Regions from separate parts of the Mus musculus genome. Here region 2 is linked to region 1. A link is a contact called in public promoter capture Hi-C data. All regions are on one chromosome and are shown on one strand. The core of a region is the stretch at or near the end of the contact, and the rest is flanking DNA. Distances in the headings are between cores, read along the strand shown. Region 1 overlaps Aspg (asparaginase). Region 2 has its middle 14 kb from the start of B020018J22Rik.

Evidence for each region. Capture Hi-C pulls out chosen DNA fragments and counts their contacts.
Region 2: a contact with region 1 is called in a promoter capture Hi-C map of adipose tissue. The contact joins two enhancer-like sites. A contact is called at or near these places in 8 of 39 promoter capture datasets (the C10 cell line, the HPC-7 cell line, the SN4741 cell line and 5 more), 1 of 15 datasets of contacts at CTCF or cohesin (embryonic stem cells), 5 of 484 Hi-C or Micro-C datasets (the HL-1 cell line, cerebral cortex, embryonic stem cells and 2 more), 10 of 115 datasets of contacts at active chromatin or transcription factors (craniofacial prominence, embryonic basal ganglia, embryonic forebrain and 7 more) and 2 of 9 other capture datasets (adipose tissue and liver).

Annotation. Positions count from the first base shown.
Region 1 is chr12:112,119,085-112,125,167 of GRCm38.p6, reverse strand. It overlaps Aspg (asparaginase), which reads right to left. Exons shown (of 15, transcript NM_001081169.1): 7 at 5,102-5,214; 8 at 4,121-4,303; 9 at 3,902-4,015; 10 at 3,305-3,418; 11 at 2,129-2,224; 12 at 1,715-1,878; 13 at 272-358. Among named protein-coding and RNA genes, the nearest start is that of Mir203, 8.8 kb to the left of the region's middle. Within about 2 kb of position 3,402, at least 6 of the 459 cell types and tissues checked have an H3K27ac peak or open chromatin away from gene starts, as enhancers often do. A contact at or near this core is called in adipose tissue, where this site is marked.
Region 2 is chr12:112,446,134-112,452,216 of GRCm38.p6, reverse strand. No RefSeq gene overlaps it. Among named protein-coding and RNA genes, the nearest start is that of B020018J22Rik, 14 kb to the right of the region's middle. Within about 2 kb of position 2,921, at least 51 of the 459 cell types and tissues checked have an H3K27ac peak or open chromatin away from gene starts, as enhancers often do. A contact at or near this core is called in adipose tissue, where this site is marked.

The DNA.
Region 1 (6,083 bases), core at 2,153-4,652:
CCAACTCCAGCTGTCGCAGCCCAGATCTGCTTTTCTCTCTCCCTGTTTTTACTCCCCCTACCCCCCATGCCTACCAAGCCCACAGCACATGCCCACCCACCCCTGCTGATTGTTCTGTTGGGCACCCCTATAACAGGTGTGAGGGAGATGCGTCGGTCAGCCAGGCCACTGTATGCCACCTGGGTGTGGGCTGGCTCCCCCTCCTCAGCCCCACCCAGTGGCCCTGACCCCTCCCGGCACCTCCCTTACACACAGCCGCTCAGACCATCACCTGCACAGCTCTGTCCCAACGTCCTCCAGCTCCTGGGGAGACAGGCGGGCCCCAGCAGCTCTCAGCAGCCCAATGACACTCTGATGCCTGTCATGGAAGAGTGCTGATTGTCAGTGTGGCCTGGACCCTGCCAGCCTCACTCAGTTCTCAGAGGGTGGGGGGGTGGGGTGAGAACTGGGGCGACTCAGACACCCACAGCCTAGTCCCAGACAAGGACTGTCCCCTGTTGCCCAGACCAGGGTGACACCTCATCCTTTATGGCCTCCATTCAGCCCACAGGTGGAAAAGCTCTTTGTGCAAACTGCACACCCCAGGAGGCCTCCCTCCTCAGCTGGGAGCAGCATCCCAGACACATTCAGCCAGTCAGTCCCACTGTGTCACACCACCGAAGTGACCTCTCTCTGCTCAGACCCAGGATAGGCCCTGGGGAAACCAAGTCAGTTGTGCCCCAACTCCACCCTTGGATATAGGTGGGGAAACGTGAACAGTGGGGGTCCAGCAAGGCGGGAGCTATTTCCTGAGGCGATCTAGCTAAGCCACACCTGGAGGGGCAGGGGTGTCAGCAGGGCCAAGGTGGAGCCTCCCAGACCTGTTCTGAAAAGAGGGCTCTGCCTCAGCATCCCCAACCCAGGGTGGGGGTGTCACGGGGAGGGATCAGGACTGGACACTACCATCTGATATTCCTGGGCAACTCAAGCACCCCACTCCCTAACAGCCCAGGGTCTGTGGGCTGTGCGCTGCTGTGAGAAGCCCAGGAGAAACTACTCTGGCAGAGATGCCTCTGCCAGGCTGGTCTGGGCCGCCGCCATGCTCCATGTACTGGCAGTAGAGGTCACAGAAGGAAGTACCCAACTCTGATGACATGATCTCTGCACCCAATGCTGCTCTTAGCTCCAGGATGGGGATACCAGCTGGACCCCACCGTGTGGCCTTAGCCTTCCTGCATGAGACGGGAGAAATTGGCAGGCTTGAGGGCACCTCAGGGTCCTGTCTCCTTTCCCTTACAGGATGTTGGGCAATGCCCAAACACCCACACTCTCTTAGCATGTCCAGGGCAGAGCCTGGCAGGCAGGACTGGAGAGGACAGGTTGAAGTGGCTATCTTTCCACATGGGGTGAGGAGGGCCAGTTGGGGACCCTCCACCCAGGTCACCTATGCCTGTCACAGCCCCTCTGCCAGCTTTTTTTCTGCCAGATCTTGGGAAACACGGATGACTGGAGGTCACCAGGAACTCCTCACACTTCGTCAGCGGTATTCTCCTTTCGGAGACACTGCCAGCGTCTTCTGAGGCCACCTCCTCCATGTAGCCCTTCCAGATTGCCCCACGGAAATATGCCTCCTTCACTGACCCTGTTTGTGTTCCACCCGATCTTTGTCCCCATCAGACAAGCGTCCGCCGTGCAGCTGCCCACATGCCCATGGCAGCACCCAGGCCCCTGGTACCTGCCCCTCACGGCCAGCAATAGTGGGCTCTGACCATCCTCATTACGGGCATCCACATCCGCACCCCTCTGCAGCAGCATGGTAACCACTGCGGCATGGCCCCTCCGTGCAGCCACATGCAGTGGGGTTTGACCACTATAGTCCTTCAGGTTTAGGTCTCTGTCCTAGGATGACACAAGGGCACAAGGCCTCAAAACAGGGCTAGGACAGGTCAGGTGAACCACCTAGAGGACTGGAAGGATGAGAGTTCACAGGTCCACCCCTACACCATCTTCCAGCAAGGCCCTGGGGCTGGGATGCAGGCCCCATTGCCCAGTGTGGCTTAGGAGCATTAGTGAGAACACCTGGGGAGGGTGTTCTGCCCGTGTGAGCGGCGTCCCACCCACTAGCTTGGTCCCTCAGTGGGGAACTCACCAGTTCCACAAAGGCCTGCAGGGTGTCCAGGTCACCAGCGTGAGCTGCAGCCAGGGCCAGGCCGGGCAGAAGAACATCCTTCATGGTATCAGCCTCCTGACAAAAAGGCAATGGTGACATGGGCCACTGCCATGCTTTGAGGCACTGAGTATTCACAGGATAAGAACAGAAAGAGCCAGCAGTACCTTGTCTATGTGAACCCATCTCTCCACAGGAGGAAGGTACCCAAATCACCCCACTGGAGGGCTCTGGCAGGAGTCCCCGTGCCCACCTGCCCCCACAGCCTGGAAGCAGAGACCAGGCTACCACCTGTTTCCCTCTATCTGCTATCTGTTCCATTTTCTGCCTCCCTCCGCTGCAGACAGGAAGAGTCACAGGTCATTCCTTGGGAGAGCATGAGAAATGGTGCAGGGTCCCCCCTCCCCCACACACATCAGAAAGGCATCAATGCACAGTATTCCTGGAAGGGCTACCGTCCCACTGCCCAGTCCCCCAGGGGTCCTCCAAGGCCCTGGAAAGTCTTCAAAGTGCCACTTTGTCCAGCGTCCATGCTGGCCCTAATCACAGCTTCAGGCCAGCAGGGCCCTAGAGGGACGAGGAACCTCATCACACAGTCACCCTAATGACGGGCCATACCCACAGGCAACAAGGAGTCATTAGCCACCTGGCTCATAAGGTAACTCTGCAGGAGCCACTTGCTGGGCTCCTGGGCCCTCTGTTTCCTCACCCCTGCTAGGGTCTGCGCACTCAAGTACTGAGGGCAGAGGAAAGCTTGGGGGTTAGACCACATTCCAAGGTGCCCGTGTGTAGCCTGGAACCCTTAGCTCAGAGTCCTGAAGAGACCCCAGTCAGCCCTGACTCTTCAGCACCAGGACAGACAGCAGGACAGACAGCATCCCACCTTGCTTAAGCTCACCCCAGTCTGAGGTCCAAGCCAGCAGGACGTGTCCTGACCACAGCAGCCCCTGCTTGGCGGCTCCATCTTTTCTATCTCCACACAACAGACAGGTCCCTTTCCTGACTCTGCCTTGAAATCCCTCTAAGTCCTCACCATGCACCCCAGAGCTTCTTCCTGGTCCCCTCCTAGGCCAGAATGACAGTACAGGAGATGGATGGTAGGTTCTGCCATCCCCCGAGTGTGTTCACCCTGCCACTCCCACACAACGCAGCTGGTACCTGGCTGCCATTCATACTGAGAAGCCAAGCTACCCTGCAGCCCAGCATGCCATCCTGCAGCAAGACATCTGTTGCAGGCAGCGTCATCTCCCCACGAAGATCCTTGGCCAGCAGCTGGAACAGAAGGATATGGAGGCTTAGCCACCACCGGACCGGGGAGTCCAGACTATTTGGAATGACCTGGATCCCACAGGGAGTTGGGCCTGACAGAGGTCTGATATTCCACCTCTGTGACACCCTGCAAGGGCTTAGTGTGACCCACAATGCCCACAGAAGGCTAACACTGCCCTCTCTCCCTAAAAACTCTAGGTTTCCTAAGACTTCAGCCAGGGCTTGGCAGCCTACAGGCCTGGAGCGCTCTGTAGGAAGTGGGAGGCAGGGCAGGGTGTCAGGAGCAGTGGGGGAGGGATACTGAACTGGTACCCAGAATCCAAGACTCCCCAGAGAAGGCTAGGGTGTGGCCTGGATGAACTGGGTCAGCACTGGCCCTATCTTCCCTTCCACTTCCAGAACACAGACACTCCTCCTAGCCCTCTCAGTAGTCAGCAGGTATTCATGTGCTCTCGGGAGTGCTCCGAGTCCCAAGGGTACACCCACCTTCTTCCTGTCATTCAGGCTCAGCCCTGGCTGGCCCAGCACATAGGACAGTTTGGCCAGGGCAGCCTCTGATGTCATGTCGAAGCCCGAGACTATGCCAGCTCCTGCCATGGCCTGTAGAGGAACCAGGAAAGGAGGCTGGCCCTGGGACCGCCACAGCGAAAGGGAAGCAGAGTCCAGATACCCTCCCTTTGTCCCAGGCCCACTTTCCACCCCTACCATGCCAGATGCATAGTCCGAAGTCACAGCCCCCTGAAGGCAATGGGTACAGTTGACAATGATCAGGCCTTGTTCGGCCGCCACCCGAAGCTCCTGTAGTAGGTCTGGCTTGGTGGGCCCATTCCCAGAGCCGAAGGTCTCCATGACCACGCCTTTCAGTGGGGGCTGGAGGAAGGTCCGGACCTGGGCAGGGAGCACAGATTTGGGAGTGTTTTCACTGGAAAGAACAACAGGGCTTATCCTATAGGCTTCCTAACTATCTGACTTCCCTCTCATGGTAAGCAGGGTCTCTCTGACTGTGGGGCGAGCTGAGCCTCAATAATTCCCCCTACCCCTCCAGTGTTAGCTTAGAGAACCAGGGCTCCTGACACTGAAGACCCTCAGAATGGGCCCTGCCCAGACTCCTCCAGGCAGGACAACTACATTCAAGGACAGAGGAGAGTTTTGTGTCCTATCAGCTGTAACAGGTAAGGGGGGCACCGCAGACATCACAAGAAGAGCCAGTTCAGAGGGCTGAAGACAGGAAGAAAAAGAAAAGGCAGAGAGAGAGGCAGCGGTGGGTGGGGTGGGAGGAGTACAATCAGGCCAGCCTGAGCTACATTCTAAGACCTGGCCAGAAAGAAAGCAGGAACAGTAGAAAGCAGAGTCCCTGGGGACACTCCCAGCCAGCCTCAGAGTGGCATCCTAAAGGTGGCACCAGGTGACCACACACATCCCCATGTGTCCACAAGCCCATACCCAGCCCAGATGCTCAGCCTCCCACCTTCAATCAATCAAGACTTCATCCCAGGAAGAGCGGAGCTCAACTAAGAAGGCAAGGCTGCCCAAACGGGTAAAGCCATCGCTCTGTGAAGACCTTGGCCTGAGCAAGGCCACCAGGGTGCAGGGAAGTAAGACCACAGTTCCAGGGAGCCCTGGAGGTATGAGGGCACGGGAGCCGTGGAGGGCACTGTAGGACAGAAGGCTCTAAGGTTTCCCTACCAGGGAGGCGGGAATTCCAGGGTAGAGGCGCAGTAGGCCCACGTCAGGCTCCATGCTACTGTGGACCACCAGATGGCTCTTCCCGCAGGCCTTCCGTACCAGCTCACGGTTGACTGAGGACAGAGAAAGGTCTCCATGGGTGAAAGCTCCAGCTGAGCCCCCAGACCTCCTCCAGTTTGTCTTTCTTGCCCACCCTCTTGTTCATCCTCCTCCAGGAATCAAATCAGCCCTGGTCTCCCTCAGGCAGGCACCTCAGTTCATAGCAATCCCATGGCCTGGGGGTGTGTGTGGGGTGACGTTAGGAGAAAGGTCAGTGGCCAAGCCAACCGGTGGTGACACAGATGGGGACGAGGTCTATGGGGCTGAGGGTTGGGGATGGCGGCTAACAGGGATGGGGAAGGAAGACTCCCAGTCAAGCCTGACTAAGCTGAAGGAAAAGTGTGTGGGGTGGGGACCGCACACCAGGCAAAGGGACTGGCGTATGCAAAGGCCGGATGGAGCAGCAGTCTGCTAGTCCCAGAGGAAGTCCAGCGGCTCCCTCTGATCAGACAGTCTGGCTTGTTGCCCTCTTGCTGAATACTGGGGACCCTCTCTGCCCACCAGCCGTCAAGTCAATTGGCTGATCTTCTCAAGCTGTGCCTTTAAAGAAAGCAAGCCTCCATCTCTTTACCCCACAATTCAGGGGGCTTACTAGGGCCCATCCCCCCTCCCATCCAGGTGCTGAGTAATGGCAGAATCCCAGGCCTAAACAGGGAAGGGAGGGGTAGGAATTTGGGGTCAGCACCCCTCAAACAGAGCCAAGCCAGGGAACCTTCCAAAGGAGCAATTGTCCACAGGGTTAAAGGCCACTGTGAGGTCACACCCAGGCACCCAGGCCACACGGGCAGGAACAGGCATGGCAAGTTATCGCTTGAACTTCATCAATCCTGGGCACCCAGAAGCCCCCAGGCCAACAGAGGTGGGATGTTGGTGGCTTCCCTGT
Region 2 (6,083 bases), core at 1,672-4,171, 330 kb before region 1:
ACAAATATTAAAAGGATAATGAAGACTGTTGAGAATTTTATGCCATTGTGTTTGGTAACTTTTATGAAATGAGCATATTCCTTGAAGGTACAGACTGCCAGAACGGAGTCAGCAACAGCAGGGGGCAGGGGAGATGTGTCCTAACAGAGTTCTATTGCCTGAAGACACACCATGACCACGGCAACGCTTATGAAGGAGCGAGCGCATGTAACTGGGCCCTGCTTGCGCTTTCAGAGGCTTTGTCCATTATCCTCATGGTAAGGAGCATAGCAGCGCCCAGACAGACGTGGAGCTGTATAAAATGAATTATTTGTAATATAGTGTGAGTAATGAATTAACCTGGCGACTGGGTTTCTTACCCCAATAACCACACAGAGAAATCAAGATTTGTTTCAATCTACACCTCAATACTGGGCAGATAAAAGATTTATAATAACCCTTAAGCTAATCTGGCTCCCTCCCAGCCCCATCCCAGGATACTTGCATATTATTATTGATCTGGATCTTTGGGCTTCAGATGTTTTTTCTCATGGTGTCTTTTCAGACCCTCTCCTCCTCAGGGCTGATCTGAATCTCCCTCCCCTTCCTCACTCTCTCTCCCTCCTCCCCCTGGCTGGCAGATAGCTACCCTTTTCTGTCTTCTGCCCAGCCATTGGGTCATCAACAGTTATTGACAGGTCAGAGAGCAAATGGTAAGAATTGTTTCACAAAGTGGAGACAGGGGATTCTTGGTATAAGCATTACAAGGCTGTGTTCAGCAAGAGACAATATATGGGGACAGAGAAATCGTCATTTGAGAAACTCAAGGACAACCTTGATACACTGTACCAAGCAGTGTGCTCACAGAGCTGGAGACGTAGCTGAGAGTTTTACATCTGGATCCTCAGGTAGCAGGCAGGGGGAGAGAGCCACTGGGCCTGGCTTGGGCTTCTGAAACCCTCAGCCCATCCTCAGGGACACTCTTCCTCCCACAAGGTCACACCTGCCCCAATAAGGCCACACCTTCTAATCCCTTCAAATAGTGCCATTCCCTAGTGACCAAGCATTTGAATCGATGAGCCTACGAGGGGCATTCATATTCAAACCACCACAAGGTGGCGCAGCGTTCAGAACACTGGCTGCTCTTGCTGAGGACCCTGTTCAGTTCCAAGAGCCCACGTGGCAGCCCACCACGTGTAACTTCAGTCCCAGGGATCCAGCACCACCTTCTGGCCCCTTCTGGCACTCAACACACAAGCAGTGTGCTTGCACACACATACAGTGGACACATACATGCAAGCAAGACATCCATACACATAAAATAAGCTTTAAAAAATTGGGGTGAACTATGAAGTTTCTCTTGCGCATGCGCGCATGCGTGTTTATTTTCTGTGCGGCTCCACGCAGCACTCCTTCCGTGTGACAACTAAGAGTGTCTGCAGGCACTACTGCCTGTCCTCAGAGCAGTCACTCTCAGATGAGAACAGTCTTGAAGATGCCAGGACAAGCTGGTGTTCAGTGACCCATGAGTGTGCTGTCCGTAGTCCCTGGCTCTGTCTGATTTGGGGACAGGAGAATGGTTTTGATGCTCCTGTCCACCGTGGTACCCCGACTCTGGCTGTTCTGTGTGCAGTGAGCTCAAGGAAGGACAGCTGCCCTGCCCCAAATCCGTGGCTTTCAGGAAAGCTCCTTGCTTCTGCGCAAGGATCCCCAGGTCTCTATGTTCCTGGGGATGGCTCCATTCTGTGTAAATGGAACTGCTGTGACCCTAACCCCAACAGAGCAACCTGATCCAGATTTGACCAAAAGGGAAACATCTCAGCCCAAACTCAGCCCATACGCTAATGCAAGATGCAGGACAGGGAGGCCACTGAGCCAGCAACAAGGTGGATACAGAATACTATGCAGTTACCATCCCGACACTTCCCCCAAAGCTTGACCCTCGAAGGAAAATGGGCTTTGAATAATGTAAATGTGCTCTTGGAAAACGAGAAGAGGGCATGGAAGGGTGTCCTGCTTGGGCTGCCCGCTCTGTGGGCAGGTCACCTCTGGAAGGCACTGTTGAAAAGTGAGGGCAGGTAATAACATGACTGGAGATGTCCCGTGGGGGCTGCCGGCCTGGGATGCATGCAGCCAGCCTCTGGGATGGGCCCTCTGTGGGAAGGCTGGTCCTGGGTTCTGGGCGGAAAGTGGGGAACAAGATCATGGAAGCTTCCATGTAATCGAGTCCGGCTGTCTGTACCGATAGTTACAGAGTCTATTGTGTGGCTTCCTGTTGCTGCTGACCTAATTTTCTGAAAGCCCAGCATACAGCAGGAGGCTTCCTGGCTGGTTGGAGTGGAAAGAGATCTGTTTTCCAGGCTGCTGGCCTCGGGCTGTGGGTTAAAGTGTTTATATACACGTCCTGTCCATTTTGTATATTCAACCTCTCATGTTGCACTTAGAAATTCTACAAAGAAACCTCGGCACGAAGCAATCAGAAAACAAACAGCCTGATTAACAATGGGGAGAGATCTGGAGAGACAGCTCACCACAGAGGACAGACAGATGGCGAGTGAGCACGTGAGAAGGCGTTCACAGCCGTTTGTTACGATGGAATTGCAAATTCAAACACAGAGATGCCACCACACACAGATTAAAAGGGAAAAAAAAAACCCAAACCCAAAACAAAACAAAAACTTAACAAAACTGCCAGCCCTGACTGAGCATGTCAAGCGACAGGAATGACTGGGCACGGCTGGTGAGGTGCAGCGTGGTACAGCCACTGTGGAAACTAGTTTGGCATTTTCTTACAAAGTACACACTCTCCTGCCAGAAGACCCAGCAACTGCTCTCTGTGTTCATCTGACTGATTTGAAAACTTACGTCAACACAAAGGGCTCCACATGAATGTTTACACCAGCTTTCTTCACAAGCGCTCCAACAGGAAGCAGCCTCAGGCCGCCAGCAGGTGCAGAGGTAAACACCCCCGCATCTATAGAGGGAGCACCCAGGAAAGAGCCAACACTAGTCCCCAGGGCACAGAAACACACAGCCGGGCACAGAAGCCAGTCTGAAGAGGCTGCGTGCGAGATCGTTCTGAGTGTGTCTTCTCCGCTTTTGAGGTGGAAGACTGGAGACTTGAGTTCAAGTCCCAGGACTCAGCTAAAGGTGGAGGGAGGGAGCTAGGCTGCCCTTTGACCTCTTCATGCACACTGTGGCATGTGTGCACATGCACACACATCAGGCACACACACACTAATCAAAAAACCCCAACTCTTTAAAGACTCCAACTTTGTCACTTTGCAAAAGGTGAAATCATGCTCAGAAGAGACCCGAGGCTTCCGAGAACTGAGGAGTGTGTTAGCTTTCTTATCACTGCGACAACACAGTTAAAAGACGAAGCTTGTATTCTAGGTTGGGGTCTATTACAGCAGGAAGGTATGGTGGAGCTCTTGGTTCTGTGTGCTGCAGACGCCTCTTGCTTCACAGTGGATCAGAAAGCAGAGAACTCAGCACAAGTGGGGGCCACCTTCAAAGGTGCACACCCCAGTTAACTACTTCTGCCAGTCAGGCCCCACCTCCTAAATGTTCCAGTCTCTCAAAAACGTTCTACCAACTGGGTAGCAGATGTTAAAAAACACAAGATTGTGGGGATTTCAGATTCAAACTGTACAAAGGAGAAGAGAGGGATCAAGATGGAAGCCAGCCATGAAGACGTTCTGTGCCCAGGGAAGCATGGTCTGCTACATTTTTCAAAATGCACAGGACTGACTCTGTAGCCAAGGGCAACTATTCAATGTGCGTGTTAAAATGTTACATAGGGGACTGAGAATAGTTCTCAGTGGTTAGGAGCCCTGGCTGCTCTTCCAGAGGACCCAGGTTCGATTCTCAGCATCCACATGGCAGTGCACAACTGTCTGTAAGTCCAGTTTCAGCGCATCCAGTATCATCTTCTAGCAAGCGCCAGACATGCACAGACAAACCTGCAGACAAAACGCTAATACACATGAAAATAACCGAGAGGGAGGGGGGAGAGGGAGAGGGAGAGGGAGAGGGAGAGGGAGAGGGAGAGGGAGAGGGAGAGGGAGAGGGAGAAGGAAGTGAGAGATGGGGGAGAGGAAGGAAGAGGGAGAGGGAGAGGGAGAGGGAGAGGGAGAGGGAGAGGGATCCCATTACTTAGGATATAAGGAATCTTAGGATGGGCCTAGCGCTGCACCTAGTGACATTGCTCATGTGTGTGTAGATCGGGTTCACTGCAGGAGCAGAGCAGGGACTGCCAAGGCCACTTGGGAAGTAAATAGAATCTGTAAAACTAAAGGCAAGAGGGCACCACACCCCCCGCAGATCATTTGGCAATGTGCTTCCACAGGAGTGGAGATTCCAGGGACACCAGTCCACCCCCCCCCCAACACACACACAAGTTGAAAGACTGAATGGACGGTACAGGTTGAGTCAGGCTTCTTTCTCCTGATGCAGCAGACAAAGAAAGGAGACAGAGTGATCCATGAGGCAGGGAACTGGCTGGAACATCAATATGAACTCGTGTTACTGCAATGTAGGGAAGTTCAGAAGAACAGATCTGATATCTGCATCTTACAAAAGGGAATTTATTACATTGCCTTACATGGTATGAGCTGAGTAGTCCTAGAATGGCCATTTGCATGCTGCAGAGGCCAAGGGCCTGGTGGCTCCTCAGTTCACAAGTCTGGATGCCTCGGCAGTTCCAGTGTCATGGTGAAGGTCTGGAGGATGTCTGGAGAGCAGCTGGTCTTTTTTATTGGGTGGAGCTTGAGCATATATATGACCTCAAAGCCCTCCTCCGCAGTGACACCCTCCAACAAGGCCACACCTCCTCCAGTGAGGCCACTCCTTCTAACTGTGTTACTCTCTATGGCCAGGCATTCAAATACATGAATCTATGGGGCCAAAGGTATTCAAACCACCACACCCTGTAAGTTTGTTTGTTTGTTTGTTACTTTTCCTGTGATTAAATGCTTGACAAAAAGCAACCCAAGGGAGGAAGGGTTTATTTTGGCTCACAGTTCACAGTTCAGTTGAATGAAGTCCATGATGGGGAGGAAGGCATGGTGGGTATGGCTAGGTCAAGCATGGTGACCAGGAAGTAGAGAAAGTGACCTTTGCTGCCTACATTCAGAGTGGGTCTTCCCTACCCAGTTTAACTTCTCAGAAAACACCTTCTGAGTCTCCTGGAGGTGTGTCTCCTAGGTGACTCCGAACCCCAGCAAGCTGACAGTCCAGATTAACCACACACTCGTCTCTCTTCGATTCTCTGTTTTACTAACTCGATTTGATTTCACGTCTTATCACCTCTCGTCTCTTTAACTCTCATGTCTCTCTTGGCTTCTCCTGTCACCTGTGTCATAACCAGACGGGCTCAAAGCCCGGCCCCTGCTCTGCTGTGTTTCTGCATCTCTGAGGTCTGTTGCTCCCGTGATTGTCTAGAAGCTCACAGCCTGGCAGACCATACCATTTGTCATCCAATCTGGAACATTTGCTTCCTTTGTTGTTTTTTTCCTAATAATTGGAAAGGATCTTAACTGTAACAAGAAGCCACAACAAATTATAAAGCAAGGAGCAGCCCTGTTGACTTTTCCTGGGCTTGCCTGTTGCTTGATGCCATCTGCTTTGGCAGGTGTGTTCTGAAGATGGGTCTGTCAGCAGGGACATACACCTCCTTGTTCACACACACTCTCTCTCTCAACCAGCATTGTAGCCATAATCAGATTCTGCCTGTTCCTTTCATCCTCAAAGCCTGCCTCGCCTCTGAGAGCAGAGAGTTTCTGAGAAGAGGAGTGTGCAATGGTGTGGGGGACAGTCTGAGCCCCAGGAGATCCCTGTTTGCTCTGGCTTTCTTTATACTTCAAGACACGTTTACTGTATAGCACATCCTTGGTCACAGTGTTTTTGGTTTTTGCCCTTGGACCTTTCTAATTTATGGATCCCACTAGTTTTTTGGATATTTACAGAAGGGGTGTAGGCCACCTATGAGCCCTTGCATTGGTGTGTCCTTGCAGAGTCAGCCTGTGGGTGGCTCGGTCTCACCCACAGAAGCGGAGGGTAAATTTACATTGTGCATATTTTCATTTTTCTCTGTGTGGTTT